Regions from separate parts of the Mus musculus genome. Here region 2 is linked to region 1. The links are chromatin contacts, called in public HiChIP or PLAC-seq maps. All regions are on one chromosome and are shown on one strand. Each heading gives the region's core, a stretch centred on a gene start, on an enhancer-like site or on the middle of the called end of the contact. The rest is flanking DNA. Distances are from core to core; before and after follow the strand shown. Region 1 has its middle 46 kb from the start of C530044C16Rik. Region 2 overlaps C530044C16Rik (RIKEN cDNA C530044C16 gene).

Region 1 (6,535 bases), core at 2,897-5,396:
CAGAAGTTATTTAGCAAAGATAAGCAAAGTAGACCATCTAAAGAGGGTCTGGAACAGGCCAGGGAGCAACCCTGTGTTGTGTGTTGTGGCAAAGGAGTTTTTATGACTACTTATTAGGTGGGTAGCCCACTATGAGGTATGGGTACTCTTTTTCCCTCTCAAATCATGGTGTAATTGATCTCTCTTTAAATATTCTTCCCACGACTCCCACGAATGAGGGGTAGTGTCAAAACCACAATGCACATGACATTATAATAACACCAGGTCTTTTGAGGATACTGACCTGTCATTAGGACACTGATATAGGAAAATTCCCTGATGTGTTAGTGTCTGATATAGTAGGAGGGACCTAAGTGTAGTTTCAAGGATGTTTTTAACTACAAAGGACATTTTGAGTATTAGGAGCCCCAGCTGCAAGATGCAAGTGTTGGTTTTCTTGGTTACATCACAGCTAAGTCTTTGCCTACCCAGTGTTATTTTGACCCCTGAAATTGGAAACCAGCATGCTCATGGGTGTGATTCATAGACACTGTGGCTCTCTGAAAGGATATTGACCATCCCTGTCACATCCATGATGATGCTTCCTTGTGGCCAGCAGAGGTGTGTTCACTTTGGTGCACTTAATTAGCTTCCTCTGGATGAACTGGGAGACATCCTTCTAGAAGATCAAGGATAACCTTAAATCCAACACAATTTAAGCACAGTTGTTCTTGAGACGTGTGCTGCTTTTCCTCATCAAATGCTCTCCCTGGAGTTGCTGCAGCTGCTGTGCTGCACTGTTGTTCATGCGCATGCTGGTTTCCAGTGTCAGGCATTAGAGTCATGCCGGATAGGCAGACTTAGGTGTGAGGTAATCAAGGAAGCCAAGAGTTGTGTCTTGTAGATGGGCTTCTAATTGTCAGAGTGTCCAATGTGGTTAAGCCTTGAAGCTCTAGTTAGGTCACCCTGGGCCGCCACCACCATTCTCGGCATAGCCTATGCTGTTCTTGCCAAGATGGGGGTTGGAACTAACATTTGATAGATATGTGGGCGACAGCCACCACTTCTAAGTTGTCGCCATTATCACACACTCCAGGGTAATGCTCTGTCCTGAAGGTGCTTGATGCTTCTATGGCACAGGGATCCACATCTATAGACTTTTTTTCTTCTCAGGACTTTCTAATCTCCCAACCCCCTGTACTTTCTTTGGTCTTTGAGCAGATTTGTCTGGGTTTTCAGCTACTTAAAGGCAACTCAACTAATAAGTGGACACTTGGTACTTCTACACTGATACCCATGGAAGGGTGAGAAGGAAAAGTATAGACCTGAGTTGGGAGATTAGAAGGATGCTGTAGCTTGCCTTGCAAGCAATTTCTGTCATCTGGAGCAAGGGCCATTGCAGTCTTGGGGAACACAATGGGTCCCAGTCTTGTTGACAACATGCTGTATGCAGATGTATTTCACACACCCACCCACTGAGAAATAGATAAAGTTATTGATCTTCCTGCTGAGTTACAGCTCTACAGCTTTTTTGAATGTGGTAAGTAACCCTGTATCTAATTTCATGTTTGATATGGGCAAATCAGTTAGCTTCACCATGGTAAGAAATATCTTATTGATCTATATTATAACCTTTATTTTGCAAAGCATCAGATTTTGTCTAAGGAAAGCTTAATATGTTAGAATTCCAGATGATTTAAATGTTATTTACCTCAACCTCCTTGTCAATAAATCATCTTGGTGGACATGGCTAAGTTATATATGCACGTAAAGGATGTATTTCCATAGGCACTGGGTCCCCTATACAAACCAGGCAGAAGAGTTTGCATGTGATATGCTATCCGTCATTGTCCCTCTGCCCTAATAAAATTGTCTATTAGGATTCTTTCTTGTGTAAGCCTGAATGGGGAATCAACTCTTTTTGTATTACTGCCTTCCCAAGCTGTGTTAAAAGCTAACAGGCAGTATATAATAACATTTTTATAAAAGTCTTCCAAGACGACCCCTTTCAATAACCCTCTGTATACTCCCGACACCCAGAGCAGAACATCAAGCCCCTATACTATAGCTGAGAAAGTCAAATAGCAAGTCTCTCCAGGGGAAATGGTCAGAGCAGGGATTGAAGACATCACCTACCATCTGCAAAATCAATGTGTTTGTTTGTGCTGTTCTAATTAGAAATCCTGTCCTTTTTTTTTTTTTTTGACAATTTTCTTGTCGATGTCTTTTTTGTGAACATAAATTTGACAGAACTGGAGCAAACAGAAAATGGAGGAACTTATTACAACCCATATTTATAGGAACGTATACATCTGTAAATTTGCAGATGGTTGAAGTGGAAGGAAAATCTTCTGTACGTTCTGGGGGGTAGATGTTATGAGCCCTGTAGAAGATAATATGGATCAAAGTTGTCTCGCCAATGTTCAACTCTCAAGTGTTTGGACTGAAGAGACTACTGATTTTGTTTTGAAAAATGATGGTAGTGGCTCTTGTTACAATGTTAGTAATAGCAGCTCTCGTTGCTTGCAGGATATGAGCACCTTCATTGTGATTGGTGCAGACAATGATTTCTTTTGCTTGTACTGGGATGCCAAGGACTCCCCCTGTAGCCAAGGACTCTCCCTGAGTCTCAGACTGCAGTCTGAAGGTGGCTGTTAATCAGCTCTGAGTGTCACATTCCAGTGTTTCCTGACTGACATCTTTTCTCTGTGCATGCTTCAGTGTGGTATGACCATAGACTGTTTACCTGCCTTTACTCCTAGCGGTAAGCACCAGCTTCTTTTCCAGATATTGGTGTTCTATTCTGCATATCCTTGCAGAATAGATGAATGACAATCCATTTTCAGTGGCAATGAAGCTACAAAATAAATGTCTGCATTGCTGTAGCTTCTTCTCTGGGTGTCTGTGAGCCACTTGTGACCTCAGTGTGAGTGGACTCTGCTCCCAGAGGTGGCTCTTGTGGATTTGGTGTGAGTGATGTTTTCAGAGGTGGTTCTTGGCTTTGACTTGGTTGAACACCATTGCTCTCTTTTCTTCCTCATGGTCCACCGGTATGTTTGTTTGTTTGTTTGTTTTTGTTTTGTTTTGTTTTTTGTTTTATATAGACTCTTTCTGCTTTCTACCCCTGATAGCACAATTATGCATGATAGTGCCCTTTAAATTCATACATTGACATCTGAACACCTACTTCTTCAAATGTAACTTGACTTTGAGATGAGGTTGTTGCAGACACAGTTGAGATCATAATGGAGTATGGGAGGTTTCCTGGTGTCTTATGAAAAGGGGGTGGTAGATATTGAGGCAGACTGGGAAGTAGATAGCTAGGTCAAAATTGCAGTTATGCTGCCACAGATGAGGAGGTGCTCAAGTTAGAAGAGTGGCCTGGAAAAGAGTCTTTCCTGGGATCTTTAGAGGAAATATGGCCCTCTGAGCCCTTGGGTTTGGGCTGAAAGATGATAAGCTGTGGTGTTCTGTTGTGGTGGTGTGCTAAGATAGTCTCATAATTCTTCTTCCTCTTAACACTTATGCACATTCACATACATGCACACACCCTCACACATGCACATACTCACACACATGCACACACATGCACACACACTAACTCAATCTCTCTCTCTCTCTCTCTCTCTCTCTCTCTCTCTCTCACACACACACACACACACGCACACACACACACACACACACACCTTTAGCTTTCCAGTGTTCCTTTATAGGAAGACATTCATTCATAACAACTTAGGTCAATGTCAGATGTCTAGGCTATAAGTGGTCTACCCCAAGTGTGGGGTCCTGTATTACGCTTAGTCCACAACTTACGCTATAAACCCAGTGATCTCTCCCAAAGGGCAGCTGCTTCCACCCTGGGCAGTCTGAACTCTGCGGAAGTCAGGGTCCTACCAAGCAGCCTTGTATTTCTCTTTCTCAAACACATTTGTGTGTTAGCATGGCCTTCAGTATCCCTACAATGTAGATGTTTCTGGTCTGTGACAGGTCAGGGAGCAGACAGAGGGGAGTTTAAGATGGCGTTGGCATATGGGATAAAGACAGTCAGTCCCCACGTGTTCAGAAGGCTGCTAACTCTGCTGACATCCTGCCCTGTCTACATTGCTGGCATTAAGCTCCAGCCTACTCAGAAAGTGATTGGCAGCAGGTACTGCGTTTTATAGCTTCCTTTCCTTTTGCCCTAAAGCATTTCCTCAAAATACATCTTCAGAGGCTGGAAAGGAACCTCAAACCATTTATGACTGTTTGCACGTTATCCAAACCCAAGAGACTCTGCAGGCCCCTCTGGATGATCTGGGGGAAGGATCTCTGCTCAGAGGGCACGCGTTTTGTGCACAACAGCTCGTTGAAGGACTGCTGCCCAGAAACGACATTTGTCCCCGAGAGTAAACTCTAAATTACATCACAAATTAACATTTTAAAATTAAAGCTGGCATTTCTGACCTGCCTCCTGGCAGCCATGATCAGGCTGAAAAGTGACATCATTTACGACACTAGCAGTTAAGAAGCCCAGTGTCTGAGGTCGTAAAACACTTTCCAGGCCTGATTTAATATCGATTTTGCTGTCAGGCTAACTTTACTTTAATATTTAAACAAATGTTTAATGTTTAAACAGTCCGATTTTCCTCTTTTCATTTTTCTGTGGCTTTAACCCACTGTTATCTATGTTGTAACAATCTCCCCTTGGGCCAACTTCCGTACTCTCCTGACCTATCTGAAGCAATATTCTCTGAGTTATTATCTCAATGTATATCCTGTAGCTAAGCCTTTCTCTTTCTTTGAGGGGAGATGAGCATTATGCTATGTGCTGTAATTCCCACTGTACAGATGTTATGATATTAAGCTGTTACAGTGTGAATCTGCTGTTAGATCCAGGGCACTAGGGACTGTTATAGTGTTGGTCTGTTGTTAGATCCAGGGGACCAAAGCTGTTACAGGGTGGGTCTACTGTTAGATCAAAGGAACCAGAGGCTGTCGTACAAGCAACTGTTTTCTCACGCGAAGACTTAAACTGATCAGTGCACATAGCCAGTAACTTTGGGGAAGTGAAGAACTGGGAAGGCATATTCACAACCATCTGTACTTTTGAACTAAAGCAACCTATTTATTTATAAATAAATTTATATATTTGTCTTTCTTCCCTTTCTTCCCCTTCTCTCTCTCTCTCTCTCTCTCTCCCTTCCCTCCCCTCCTTTCTTTCTTTTCTTGTTGCTTGCCTGCCTGCTTGCTTGCTTGCTTCCTTCCTTCCTTCCTTCCTTCCTTCCTTCCTTCTCTCTCCCCTCCCTCCCTCCCTCTCTCCCTCCCTCCCTCCCTCCCCTCCTTTCTTTCTTTTCTTGTTGCTTGCCTGCCTGCCTGCTTGCTTCCTTCCTTCCTTCCTTCCTTCCTTCCTTCCTTCCTTCCTTCCTTCCTTCCTCCCTCCCTCCCTTCCTTACTTTCTTTCTTTCCTTGTTGCTTGCTTGCTTGCTTGTTTGCTTCCTTCCTTCCTTGTAGCCGCCCATGGCCACACGAAACCAGTTCCTGAGTGGAAGGCTGGAGCTGTAAGGGAGGAAACTGCAAGAGAAGAACCGAGACCAAGACAGATTCTGATCAAGGCCCAATGTTTACTAAGAGTCTGTGCTTATAAAGGGGGAAAGCCCATTCCCTGCTGACCACCTCTCAGGAATTTCTCAGGAAGGCAGGTCCAGCCTCTCAGCAGGTAGCAGTGACTTGGAGAAGAACAGTGCAGGTGACAGAACAACAGAACCATCTAGGTCAGAAGGCTCCACCCTAGGTGGTCTCATCCACAGTGGCAGCATAGGTCTGATTCAGCTTGCTCAAGGCTGGGGGAGGCTACCCTTCCTCCCTCCCTCCCTCCCTCCCTCCCTCCCTTCCTTCCTTCCTTCCTTCCTTCCTTTTTCCTTTCCTTATATACAGACCCTCGTGTAGCCAAAGATGGCCTTCAACTCTTTAAATTCTTTTTTGGTCTTTATTTATTCATTGAGGATTCCATACCATATCCATATATATATATATATATATATATATATATATATATATATATTTTTTTTTTTTTTAAAATCACATTCTTCCCCTCTCCTGGTTCCCTCACATCCTCTCCTACCTCCCTGCACACTCAACTCCATGTTCTTTCTCTCTTAACAAAAATTCAAAACAAAACAAAGCACAGAAAACAAGCCGACACCCATGGAGTATGATCTGTGTTGACCACGCCCCCTTCTACGAGTGGAGCTCGCTCTGGAGTGTGGTACTGAAGTCTTTGTCCTCCTCGTTCTACCTCTCAACCTCCAGACTGCAGGTCTGTTCTAACCCGCCTGGGATTCTCTTGCTTGTACATCGAAGGGGGCTGTGCTTAAACAGAGGAAGGTGCCTTTGTCAGAGATTGATTTATATAATTAGGATGGAAGCAGCTCATATTTGGAGACAAAATGATGGCGCTAACAGGAATCAAATGTGCGAATGTCCAAAGGAACATCAAATTTAAAACGTGTTTGAAGCCACTTCCCAGGCGCTCTTTGTAGCACCCAATCCACATGAGTAAATCACGTGCTTCCCA
Region 2 (6,605 bases), core at 57-2,556, 77 kb after region 1:
CCAGACTTTTCTCAGTAAGCCACCCTTCCCAGGTCTGTGGGGTGCAGGCCTGGGTCTCTCCTGTTTTGCTCTGAACCTCACTTCCAAGTAGCTGCACTGCTGCTTGGCCTGTCTTCTGCACTGAACCCCCTCCCTTCTCCAGCTCAGGGTGTTTGGCTGTGCCTCAGAACCCTTCATGGGCCATACAGAGGGGTAACAGGAGTGATAACATTACCATCAAATTCCTTGCACCTTTAAAGGGGACAACAGTCCTCAGCCTAGGTATGCGCACGAGGGGCAGTGGGGGGGGGGGGGGGGAGAGAGAGAGAGAGAGAGAGAGAGAGAGAGAGAGAGAGAGAGAGAGACTCAGAGCTCAGTTTGTCTTTCACCGCCCTCTGCTGGTTGAGGTGGGGACTTTTAAAAAATCAAAGAACTGAGCTGAGAACTATGCAGTGGACTCTGATATCTGCAGGAACTTGGTAAGACAAGGGTGGGATAGGATGGGGGTGGGGTAGGGGTGTGGCCAAAAGTTTATATTTTATGGAGGAACAAAGTGATGTTAAGAAACCTTAAAGCCACTGTGTCTGAAATAGAAGCAGTGTTGCACAACCGGTTCAGTCCGATCCGCAGCCCAGGCGCCACCTGGTGCTGAACTTTTTCTGTCCATGCCCAGGTACCTCTTTACCACCCAGAGACAGAGGGAGTGGGAAGCAAGAATGCACAAATCCTTTAAACATGGGGCTACGTGGGGACAAAAGAGCCACAAGAGATTGAGGTCTGGCTTCTATCTTATAGCTACAATAGTCTTTTAGTGCCACCCAGGCGTGTGACAGGCCCCCTCTTTCTAATCTGTGAAGGGCTGTTCTCTGCTAATTTAGAATGGGGAGTGCAGGCTTTGTTTCCAATTTGTGTCCCGACACACCATCTTGATAGTGAGATGGGTGCTGACATATATTTTTATTGCAGAGATGAGGACCAGAGATGTGAGACTCTCGTGGCTACACAGGGCATAGAGATACTCACATCTTATTCCCACCATTCATGGGTGTGACTGTCAGGGAATCACTGGCAAAATGAACCCTTGCCAGTGGTGGCCAGTAAGGAAGCGGATGGGAGGCAAACTCTTAAGAAAGATGGGATCCGTGTCTCCCAGAGAGGTGGGATTTAAATAAACAAAGCAAGACAGAACCCAGGGGCAACGGGGGCCCCGAGAGAGCAGTGCAAATACAGATGTCCAGGGCCGGTGTACCGAACAGAGCAGAGGAGGGAGGTGGGGGCCAGGGCAGGACAGCTCTGCTCAGCAGTAGCTCTGGGGGTGAGCAGTTGTGAGCCTAGCCTGTGGGGAGCTGGGAGGGAAGATTACTTCTCTAAAGGTTGGCAGATCCTCTCGTTCCCATGACGTAAAGGAAATCGTGGAAACTTTCTGTCTGGGACAGGATCCAGGCACTCGAAGTCCTTGCCAACACTGTGATTTCTCATCTGTATGTTTGAAAGGAAGTTAAATAAATACGAGTTTTAATAATCTCTCTCATCGCTGACCACTGCCGTGAGCGCGACGCTGTGCTAAGCACCTCCGGGGCATCATCTCCTTTACCCTCCAGTACCTACAGGTCAGGCATGATTATTATCCTCATCTATGGCAAGGGGATTCTAATGTCTGGTGACACACAGGTGTACTAGCTAGTTACGAGTCTAAGTTTTAAGTGTAAACTAAGAATTTTGTTTCTCTTCATCCCATACCCCTGCTGTAAATGGCAATCTTCAGAGAACCCGCCCCCCGGCCCCCCGGTGTGAAGTGGATCTGATTTTTCCTACTGTGAGGCAACAAGAGGAGCCTTCAGAATTCCTTTGAGTGTTCTTAGGACACTTAGGTAGGTCTAACAAGTCTCTTCCCCAAAAGATACATGTGTTGGTGAAAACAGCTCAGTTTTTGAAGAAAAGGGAACCTACCTGCAGTTCTCAAAATGACCAGACGGTGGCAGTACACCATCAGTGATGCCATAACTTTTTTTGAGGTTTAAAGTTTGAGAAAACTGAATGCTGAATAGGTTTTTATGGGGACACAGAATTTTCGGTGCTAGAGCTCATTAAGCAATGCAGATAAAAATGGATAGCCTACAAAAATTTAATTTCTGTTTTCAACAGTATTTAGTTCATTGTTCAAAGTTGGTGATGCTATAGCTATCTATCCATCTTTAGGGTGAGCGTTGCCTTAAAGCTGATGGAGCACCGCCTAGAAAACAAAACAAAACCCTCAGTGCAGGGCTTAGGAAAGAATGTCCTACAAGGAGAGGGATGCTAACCTTGGTTTAAATATAAATTAAACCCTCATCATCTTTTACAGTTAAGTGAAACTTCTCGAGACAGCGGTGAAAGGTCTCCCTTCAGATATCCAACCAGACTTCACCTGAGGGGTTTTTCTCTCTGGCTTTAACTTTGTATGCCCCCCCCACCCCCCAAGCCTTTGAAGTGGTTATTTTAATATTTGTTGTGCTAGTGAAAGGGCCTGGTTTTAGTCTCTGTTCGCATTGCATTTCCAGGCCAAACATTTGATGTTTTTGCATCGCTCCCTTCCGGGGACCACGACTCCACTTTGTTTTATGACCAGAGCTGAAGCCAGCACCCATGACCCCGGAGAAGGGGACTGAGTTATTTATCCCCTCGGACGTTTCATTAAAGCACGGTTCATCTCCGCAAACAGTGTTTCCTAAACATGCTCTCTGATTACACAGAATGTTTTGCCTGTCCAGCTAAGCCATATTTTTTTAAGGGACATTTTTAAACACGCATGTTCAGGAACTCGAGCACCCGGTGGGGCGGGGGCAGCCCGGTGTGCAGCATTTAGAAGTGGAGTTGCTTCCTAATAAATACACAGCGGGGTCCTACAGGCGTGGGAGGTCCGTTCATATTTGTGGGAGTTAAGAGCATGGATTCCAAGGGAATTCAGAGTACAGACACTTAAAATAACACCAGTAAAGCTACATTAACCGCAGTGCCCTCAACACGTTGCCTTGAATGTGGTGCAATTTTTATTAGGTGAGGTTTTGTATGTTAAAGCCAGAAAACAAAACCAAACAGAAAAGCCAAAGAAACGGGCAAAACTTGGGATAATCCCTCTGTAAATATTTAATGAGAAACAGAACTGAGGTAGGTCGCCATTCATCTACTTTGATAACAGAGTCTGTGGAGGCTCTCCTAGTGGACTCTGGGGCAGCAGGGCAGATCTCCCCTGGAGCAGCTCATCCAGGCTGTGGCTAACACTGACATACTGACACTTGTCACGTTCAGCCGGATGGCAGCTCATGTGGGCAGGACACGTTTGACCAGAATTCCCCAGTGTCCCTCTGGAAGGGAAGTGGGTTATGTTTCGTGACCAGGGTTATCTTTATTTACTCATGTTCAGGTCAGCAGAAGAAAACGCACTGCATTAAAGTGTCGCAGGGCCATCATCCCCTCTGCTTCACCAGCCTGGGTTTCTGTTCTGGATCCCGTCTGCCTCCCACTCCCACCCCCACCCTCCAGTCCTCCCAGGGCAATCCTAGCTTAGCAGCTGCCAAGAAGTCAGAAGTGGCTGACCTGCAAGCCCCTTAGAGTCACAGCCTGTGTCAGGAACAAAGAAAAGACTACCTCATGTCCCTTGCAGATGCACTGAGAAATCTGAGGTCACTCTGTGAGGATACATCTGATGCCCTCCGTTCTCCTCTATCAGACTCCTTTACTGACAACCGAGACCCCTCACAGTGTCTTTTGATTATCAAGTGAATGGGATAGTATTTCCAAGGCCTTTCTGTAGTAAACTCTCATCAGCCTGATTCTCAGATAGAGTATGAACTTAGAATACTGAATTATGAACAAAACAGAGAGATGACTTAACTGAAGGAGGCTCTAACGAGTATGCGTATGCTTTGACAGATGTAGAGTATTTTTGATTTTGGATTTTTTTCCTTTGGGGGAAAATATTTTATTTACTTTTCTTATGTCCATCTGATAGGCATTATCAATAAGTGGAAAGAATTAGCTTTCACGGATTCCATGGTGAATGGTAAGTGTGGTAGATACATTTAACCTGACTGTATCATGATACGTATTCATGATTAGTGAATTGTAGTGTTGTGGTTCATGTCTTAGTCTTTCAATAGTAACCATAATACCCTAGTATAATCATTAGATGTACTATCTAAAAAATGGAACTGTTGGCAAAGCCCACCCCCCATCACACACACACACACACACACACACACACTTCCTTAAAGCAGAGCTTACCCCTGTGTTCTTAGCCACCACTGAATTTTTTTTTTTTTTTTTTTTTGCTCTCAACTTTCACTAAATAACTAGAGGTGGCCACCAGACAATAAATTCTCCTTGATAGCCCTTCCCATCTCCTTCAAGATGTAGCACAGCACAGCTTGCTCCTGAGAAATTTAAAACGCTTTTGTTTGTTGTGTGCTGTGGCTTAAATTACCTCCCAACTTCTTTTTTCCTAAGTAGCTGTAGCTGATGATAGAGAGAAACAATTGGATCGCTCTGGAGACTCTACCACTTTAAAATATATTTTCACCGCCCTAATTCCCCTTTGAAATAACGTTTCTGTTAGCAATTAAATAAAGAGTTTAAGAGGGAGTGTCACGGTGTCTATAAATAAGCTTGAGAACATCATTTATAAAGAACCATATTTTTACAATCTCATCCCCACTAAACAAAACAACACTATCTGGCACCTGCGCACTGAATGTCTCATGTTGTTCTTATTGTAGAATTTCCCCTCTCCTTTTGAGATTGAAGATAATTACTGAATGTGATAGAAACTTTATAGCCATTAAAAATAGAACAGAAAAATATTACCAGACGGCAAGTTGTTCAGAATAAATAAGAAACAGGACTCGGGCTCTGTCTGAATACTGCTCAACGCTGCCTGGTTCTGTGGCGGCCTAGGTTTCCTTTCTCTTGATTCTGTAAAGGAGTTTGAAAGAGGCTAGGAAAAAAAATGTGAAATTGTTGCTTAGTTTTGTGGAAAATATGGGGCTGAATGCTAGATTTGAGATACCATAATCTCTCCCCATCCTCTCCCAACCTGTTTTCCCAGTGACAATTAGGTTATTTAGTAGAGGGATTGATGTCCAAACACACCCTGGTGGAAACAGTAACACAGGCCCCTCAATTTGTTGCGCTCATTAAGGGCTTTAGGCTTTTTTCCTTCATTGCTGTTTGAGAAGACAATGATGGGAATTAAATCCATACACCTGGGCGCTTTCCTCACTAAAGTCGGCTGTAGCTTTCAGAAATCTCTTTCCTTCCCTTCAGTGTCAAAAATCTTAGATCTTAAAGAAGAAATTAAAAAAAGGAGAGAGAGAGAGATACACAGAGAGAGATACAGAGAGAGAGGGAGGGAAGAAGGAAGGAAGGAAAGAAGGAAGGTAGGAAAGTCAGTCTGCAGAGAGGTAAGATCCTTTGTGGTTTGAATGCAGATTTGGTCAGCTTTGATCTCTTTAAATTCATCTTTCTGTACTTCAAAAATAAGGCCTCCACTCTAAGATTGTCTGATGGAATTATTTAACTTGATCTTTACCTAAATATAGCATCATATTCCCAAGCCTTTGTGTAGGATCATGATACTATAATTTCAGAGTGGGTAGATGGAGCTGATGTCTGGGACCTGTCAGGTTTAAAGGGAAAATGATTCCCTTTTCTCAGTCAGTGAGTTTCCAGCTATGAAGTCTCAAATTCACTCAAACCATGAGGCAGGGGCTCCTCACCTAGCAGCTGGGTTCTGACCAGAAGTTTGGGGGGTTTGGGGTTATGCCAAGTTTACTGGGCAATTTACACGCTACATGTCATGAAATCCTTCCAGCCTCTGGGCTGGCCTCTTGCAATAGACATATTTGATAAGGAGGCTGGGGTTCCTGTGCTCCCGATAGACATCATGAGTGTTACATAGCTATTGGGTGAGACTCAGAGCTCAGGCTACTAGATGTCCCAAGTGACTGAGGGTACATCCATCTCCTGTCTCCCCAGCCGCTAGAACTCAACCTGTCAGGCTTTGTATGGGAAGGGTTTTACCCACTGAACCATCTTACTGGCCCCACAAAATGTCTCTGTGTATAACTGATCTTACTATTCTGCAGCAAACATACTGGAAGTAGTCATATGCTAGATTACTTCAAGATGGCAGATGAATGCAAAGAGCCCCAGATGGGATTTGGCGGGTGGGACGTTAGTGACCAACTCTAACTGGTTAAATGCATAGGACTTGCAGAAGATGTTACAAGCATTAACAGCCTTTCTAAAGGGAGTATTCACCACTGAATGCAGCGGGAGGCCTAGCTGGGATGATACAGAGTTACCTGCTGGAGGAGGAGGACTGAGTCCAACAAGCAGTCGGCATTGCTTGCCTCTGTACGCACTGCAAGCATGCTCAGGGTGCAGACAAACTTCCTCTGACTCCATGCTACTTATTTCTATAGTCATTACAGGAAGCACAGCCTTTGTTATGAACAAGAGTGATACAGAGTTGCCTTCGGGGGCAACTATGTGGCCTCAGGATTCGCATCTCTCATTCCAAGTGGGGTTGTCAGGGAACAGCCGCTCCGTTTGGGAACAGTTTGTGAAATCAGTACTAGCCAGACTAT

What was found. HiChIP or PLAC-seq counts read pairs in DNA pulled down with a chosen protein or histone mark.
Region 2: an HNF4G HiChIP or PLAC-seq map of pancreatic cancer cells shows a contact between it and region 1. The contact joins two enhancer-like sites. A contact is called at or near these places in 1 of 39 promoter capture datasets (the 3T3-L1 cell line), 1 of 15 datasets of contacts at CTCF or cohesin (the NIH/3T3 cell line), 8 of 484 Hi-C or Micro-C datasets (the C10 cell line, cranial neural crest, liver and 5 more), 5 of 115 datasets of contacts at active chromatin or transcription factors (the NIH/3T3 cell line, embryonic fibroblasts, embryonic stem cells and 1 more) and 1 of 9 other capture datasets (embryonic stem cells).

The regions. Positions count from the first base shown.
Region 1 is chr6:50,726,860-50,733,394 of GRCm38.p6, forward strand. No RefSeq gene overlaps it. Among named protein-coding and RNA genes, the nearest start is that of C530044C16Rik, 46 kb to the right of the region's middle. Within about 2 kb of position 4,147, at least 8 of the 459 cell types and tissues checked have an H3K27ac peak or open chromatin away from gene starts, as enhancers often do. A contact at or near this core is called in pancreatic cancer cells, where this site is marked.
Region 2 is chr6:50,806,370-50,812,974 of GRCm38.p6, forward strand. All of the region lies in intron 4 of C530044C16Rik (RIKEN cDNA C530044C16 gene), which reads left to right. It overlaps Gm31455 (a long non-coding RNA gene), which reads right to left. Exons shown (of 5, transcript XR_869068.3): 3 at 4,822-4,951; 4 at 1,343-1,458. Among named protein-coding and RNA genes, the nearest start is that of Gm31455, 13 kb to the right of the region's middle. Within about 2 kb of position 1,307, at least 106 of the 459 cell types and tissues checked have an H3K27ac peak or open chromatin away from gene starts, as enhancers often do. A contact at or near this core is called in pancreatic cancer cells, where this site is marked.